2 separate regions of the Danio rerio genome follow, and region 1 is linked to region 2. Evidence: chromatin contacts called from public HiChIP or PLAC-seq data. All regions are on one chromosome and are shown on one strand. The core of a region is the stretch at or near the end of the contact, and the rest is flanking DNA. Distances in the headings are between cores, read along the strand shown. Region 1 holds the start of thap12b (THAP domain containing 12b). Region 2 holds the start of picalmb (phosphatidylinositol binding clathrin assembly protein b).

What was found. HiChIP or PLAC-seq counts read pairs in DNA pulled down with a chosen protein or histone mark.
Region 1: a contact with region 2 is called in an H3K4me3 HiChIP or PLAC-seq map of gastrula embryo, with 2.3 times the contacts expected there. The contact joins the promoter of thap12b here to the promoter of picalmb in region 2. A contact is called at or near these places in 2 of 4 datasets of contacts at active chromatin or transcription factors (embryo and gastrula embryo).

Annotation. Positions count from the first base shown.
Region 1 is chr15:22,354,399-22,357,406 of GRCz12tu, forward strand. It overlaps thap12b (THAP domain containing 12b), which reads left to right and starts at 1,411. Exons shown (of 5, transcript NM_001002680.1): 1 at 1,411-1,567. The coding sequence starts at 1,479.
Region 2 is chr15:22,226,422-22,229,286 of GRCz12tu, forward strand. It overlaps picalmb (phosphatidylinositol binding clathrin assembly protein b), which reads right to left and starts at 1,400. Exons shown (of 19, transcript NM_001003741.1): 1 at 937-1,400. The coding sequence starts at 1,066. The region is part of intron 2 of zpld1b (zona pellucida-like domain containing 1b); the gene reads left to right.

The sequences.
Region 1 (3,008 bases), core at 161-2,660, 130 kb after region 2:
ATTGTTTGCAGTGTATGAGTGTATGGATGTTTCCCAGAGATGGGTTGCAGCTGGAAGGACAAAAATTAGACAAATTCTGGACGTTTGTCAGTGAGGGGTGGGGTGGATTTTCGGAACCACCAGAACCCCCCTGGCTACAGGCCTGCTTCAGGCTGCTTGTATTTGTATTATAAACTTTACATTTTCAACTACCAAGCAGTGGCGCAGTAGGTAGTGTTGTTGCCCACAGCAAGAAGGTCGCTGGTTCGACTCTCTACTTAGTTGGTGTTTCTTGTGTGTTTCTGTGTTGTTGTCCCTTTAATCCAGGGTCACCACAGCGGAATGAACCGCCAACTTATTCAGCATGTTTTATGCAGCGGATGCCCTTCCAGCTGCAACCCATCACTGGGAAACACTCACACACTCTCATTCACACACATACACTTTGGACAATTTTAGCTTACCCAATCCACCTGTACTGCATGTCTTTGAACTTGTGGGGGAAACCGCACCCAGAGGAAACCCACGTGAACACAAGGAGAACATGCTAACTCCCCACATGCCAACTGACCCAGCCGAGGCTCAAACCAGCAACCGTCTTGCTGTGAGGTGTGACGTCGCCAAATAAATAAACATTGAAAATCCAAATAAAACCAGATTAACACCTTCATTAAAAAACATTGTTCACAAAATATCTGCCGAAATTGAAAATGAACTTAAATTATTTAATCAGTCTTGGCGTGGAAATGCAGTGAAAATGAAATGTTAAACCGGCAACTTCTTTTTATTTATCAATTTTACAAGGACATGGTGTTGTCACACAGTGAAAATTAAAATTTAATAATTTCAATTTTCATTTGACAGATATTTTGCGAACAGTTTTATAATTGTTAAGGGCATCCACTGTGTAAAACATATGCTGGATAAGTAGGTGGTTCATTCTGCTGTGGTGGCCCAAGATTAACAGTACTAAGCTACTCAGTACTAAGCTGACAAGAAAATGAATGAATGAATGAATAAAATCGCTGGAATTACCTTCCATACAAAAATAATAACGTTACATTTACAAAATGAAATTCATACTACATGCCCAGCACAACTAAATCTAATTTGTAAAAAAGTAAAAACCATTAATATTTTCACCAAATAAACTGGATTTTCATATTTATAAATCATGTTTTGAATTTACGAATTGGATTTTGTGAATGTGAATTTTGTTGCGGATGTATGACTTTTATTTGACAAAATTTTATTTATGAGACTGATCTGGCTCCACAATTCACTGAAAAGATCCGAATCAAAAGAGCGATTCGTAAATATCAACCGCTTTCAGTATGGCTGATGCATTGTGGGATCTAAGCGACTTGCATTGTGGGTAGACACGCCAACAATGCTAGTGCCTCATAGTTACGCGCCTAGTTCAGTTTTTGCAACGCTGAAATGATTAATTTAGTGTCATCGTAACTAATAGAAACTTAGTCTTCATCAGATCAGACACAATGCCAAATTTTTGTGCCGCTCCGAACTGTACTAGGAAAAGCACCCAATCCGATTTAGCTTTCTTCAGGTTTCCACGGGATCCAGAGAGGTAACTTAACGTTACGACTGTTTTTACAGCTTTATAACACTGTCACTGGCGTTCAGTAGCATCATTATATCTAATTAATTATTCATGAGGACTTATTCATGATCATATTCTTCATATCAAAACGCTTTGTATTGATGTCGATTGGGGGTGCTATTTTCATAGATGTTCGAGATGTTTACCCTATTAAGTTGTGCATGATCGTGCGTGTTTGGTTACGTAGTAAAATAAAGTAAATATTGTCAGTTTTGGTTTTCCCACTTGAAAAATGCTGTATTGTTTATAGTAAAGTATCTAAATCATAATCAAATTACACAATTTGTACAACTTAAATTCTACCACAATACAACACAATTTACTGTAGTAAATACTAAATGTAGGTATAAGATTCTGACGGCATGATAACCTTCACAGTATTGGGATTAACGTTACTGCTTTAAAAAGATATTTTTAAATGTGTGCAAAAAAAAAAACCTTTCCCACACTGAACCCAATGTTTTTCATTTTAGAAAACGTGCATAATGTTGGAACTGTACACATGTCAGTCTTATTAACTAAAATAAATCATTGACTTTTGCTTTCTTCGTTAGTTTCAAAAACAGATTTCCTCACAACCTGAAAAGACATTGTGTATCTTTTTTTCTCTGAATGTACATTAAACCACCGCACTGTTCAGGTCTATAGCATGTTGGGATGTTGCTGTATAAGTGATTTGTTTTTCAGATGTTTCCTGAATCATTGGCTGACTCTTGATGTGGAGTGGACTTTTATGCTGGATATACTGTTGCCCTAAAAAGCCTGCATAAAGTAGTAGTAAAAAATGTTAAAAAGGAATAATAATAATAGAAAATGTTGTGGTTTTAAAATCTAAACTGTTCTAAACTGCGGTAAACTTTGAAACTGGTTATCGTCCATGAGTACACTGTAAAACTCAACAGTGAACTTTCTCAAATGAAATGAGTGTAGTTAACTCAAAATTTACTGAAAGATAATTCTACTCATTTGAAAAGAGTTTTAAACTCCGTATTGAAGGCAATGAGTTAATTAAATACCACATTACTTTAACTAAAAATGGAGTAAGTTCACAGTACTCGTAGAGATCAGTTTTTAACACAAATGGTTTGTAGCGATCGATTTTCTCAAACAGTTTGAGTTGCCTTAACTTATTGGGTTTTACAGTACACAGTTGGTTTAAGTTCTCCATTTACTGGGTTTTACTGTGCTTAAATTGCTTCTTTTACTCAAATGGAGCAAGTTACAGTAACTCATTAGGATTCGTTTTTTTAACTTAAATGGTTTGTTGCAATCAGTTTCCTCGAATGGTTTGAGTTACCTTAACTTTTTGGGTTTTACAGTGTAGTAAAATCTAAACTATACTACAGTATTTCTGTGTTTACTATAGTTCTGATAAAACAAACTTATTATAATTATATAGTTTTAATAA
Region 2 (2,865 bases), core at 150-2,649:
TTTTAGGGTAAACTATCCCACTGAAAATGTTGTTTTGCCTTACATAGACTTTATTACAAATGCTGATGAAAAGTATAGATATTTATATATTCAGTCTCCCAGAACAAGGCAGAAAATTAAGACATTTCTAATAAACAGCAGATTCTGGCCAGCTGTATGGTTATTACTGTATAATAATGAAAAAACTAAAAGCACAAAATCTGTTCATGTTGCAAATAACTGGCGTTCAGGCAGTGCTGACAATTTTCAGGTTTCATGTTTCCTCATTAAAAATCCTTACCACAGTATTTCCAACGTGTCATAGCTCGCCTTATAACACTTTAAGAACATAATGAAAGAATGATGGGGCCTGGCTGAGAGACAGACGTAAATAGAGATCTATTCTCAAGCACAGACTTACTAGACTGGCAGCAAACCAGCACTTCTTAAAGAAGGTGCACAGCATTCAACTGACATCACCTGCAAAGCTCGCCAAATGGACACGAGAATCACATCCAAATCAACTTGTGTGCAACCAAAACAGCCTGCTTAAGCTCAACAACAGCATGACCAAAACATAACAGTGATTGAATTGTACCTATTGAGAATAACAGAGAATTAACATTTAACCACGGTCTACGTGAGGTCATAATCTATATTAAAATATATCTGAGCAATAAAAAAGCATTATGAGATTAGTCTGAATGACAATCCACTGTTATTTGTCCTGCTTCTAAACAAACACCTATCGTTTAACAGTAGATTGAGTACAGCATGTCAGCTCGTCATAAATGCTCTGTATTCCCAATATTATTGTTAAGAGCACATTAACGTTAGCTTAGCACAACCCGGGCCTGCCTATTGTAGAATAGCCTCAAACGGTAGCCATAACAATCACAGCACCGACTGTACACCCGTCCGTCATCGCAAATCCACACCAAACCGCACAATACTCACAATCCAAGTGTTTCTTTTTCGGGCCCATGATTTCGTGCGTTGTCGCCTTGCACACAGTTTTGGAAACGGCTGATCCGGTAACGCTGTGCTGAGCAGCGGTTATCCTGTCCGTAATGCTCTGCCCGGACATCTTCAACGCTTTCCAGCCAACGACAATCAAATAATATGGACGAATGTTGAAATTCACGCTGCAAGTAAAGAGTGTTCACGGCTTCAGGTCGAGCGAGACCGAGACAAAGCTCGTGCGGGCGACAGGAGGCAGAGGAGCAGCCCAGAACACACGGTTATCCGCTGCGCGAGACGATGATGGATCCACGAATGATGTTAGCCGATTTCTCCTGCCGGATTCTTACATTTTCACGGGGTTGTAAATGCTCGTGACTCATCTCTCGTGTCCCGACACTAATCCCGCCGTTCGGACGCCGTCTGTCTTATTTGCGTGAGCCCGCAGGATTGAGGAGCAGCGACGGCATTCAGGGAAATGGCGGGCCTGCGCTCTTCCATGAGAGCTACTGCTGGAGAATATAGGACAGGACACTAGCCGCTGATGCTGCTACTGCTGCTCCTGCTGATCCTGGATCAGACGCTGACGCCTCCAACATTAGCACAGGCCGTTCGAAATAAAGGGACAGTCTGGAGTCTATTACTATAGTAATATACGTTTGTAGTTTACTTTAAGATTTATATTTTTAACACATTAGATCGCCTATTTACTGTTAACCTTTTACAATAATAAAATGCTTTGTTAGCTAAATAGCAATAAAATGCAACACGTTGCTGATTCTTTACTCACGTGAGAATAGTCTTCTGCATGGTCATTTACACACATGCTTTTTGTTTATTTATTCATTTTTATTTTTTTCAGGATAACACTTTACATTAAGGTTGCATTGGTTGGGGTTAGTTACTGTATTTCATATAACATGAAAAAACAATCAACAATATATCTTGCAATATGTTTTCCATCTTTGTTAATTTTAGTTAATGAGAACACAGTTGTTCATAATCTCTTCGCACAGTGCATTAACTAGCATGAATTTTGATTTTAATAATGAATTACGGCTAAATGTTGAATTATTATTAATCAGGGGTGGAAAGAGTACTGAAAAATTATACCCAAGTAAAAGTAGCCTACTAATATTTGCTCAAAAATGTAGTACAAGTACAGTTAAAGTATCTGTTGTAAGTATTACTCAAAGTATGAGAACAAATGAACCCTTTCAAAAGTAGTGAGTATTGAGTATGATGAATGACTGAAGCATGTGTGTAAACGTAACATTCTGTAGTGCATTTATACAAGAAACATCCATCATCTCATCAGTAACATTCAGTCTAAACAGTCTTTCGGTGAATGAGTATGAAGATTTTGGACATTTGCTTGGGCACTTATTTTACATGTTTGTAAAATCGAGCAACATCCAGGTGTCTGGCATGGACTGGCAAACGGTTAGCTCGTGCACTTCCTGAGGCCCATGCACGCTTTGACAGGGTGCTACCCGGGGCTCTGAGGACCCTCAGAGAAACACAGGAGGCCAATATAGTGGGTCCTGTTGCCAGGGTTATTGAGGGTGGGAGCAGCACAGCCCACTTTAGTCTATAGTTTTAAGCTATAGCTTATTATAGTTTAAAATAGAAAACATGGTAACTGTATGGCTGTTTGTTGGAATGTCATGTTTTCTTTAGTTTTTAGCAGGGTTATTGAGCAAATAATACTTATTTTAACTGCGGTCAAGCCAACCGCACTTCAGAATAACACGGTCAAGACCACAGCGATTTATTTATGAGCACGTAAATTATAATGGCTTTTTGTTTTCTTTCTATCCATAAGTTTCTTTAATATTGTTGTTTTCAGATGATTCTGCAGGTCAAACTAAAAGCATTTTCATTCTAAACTCCTGAATTGTGTTTTTATTTGTCCTATACAGCCTA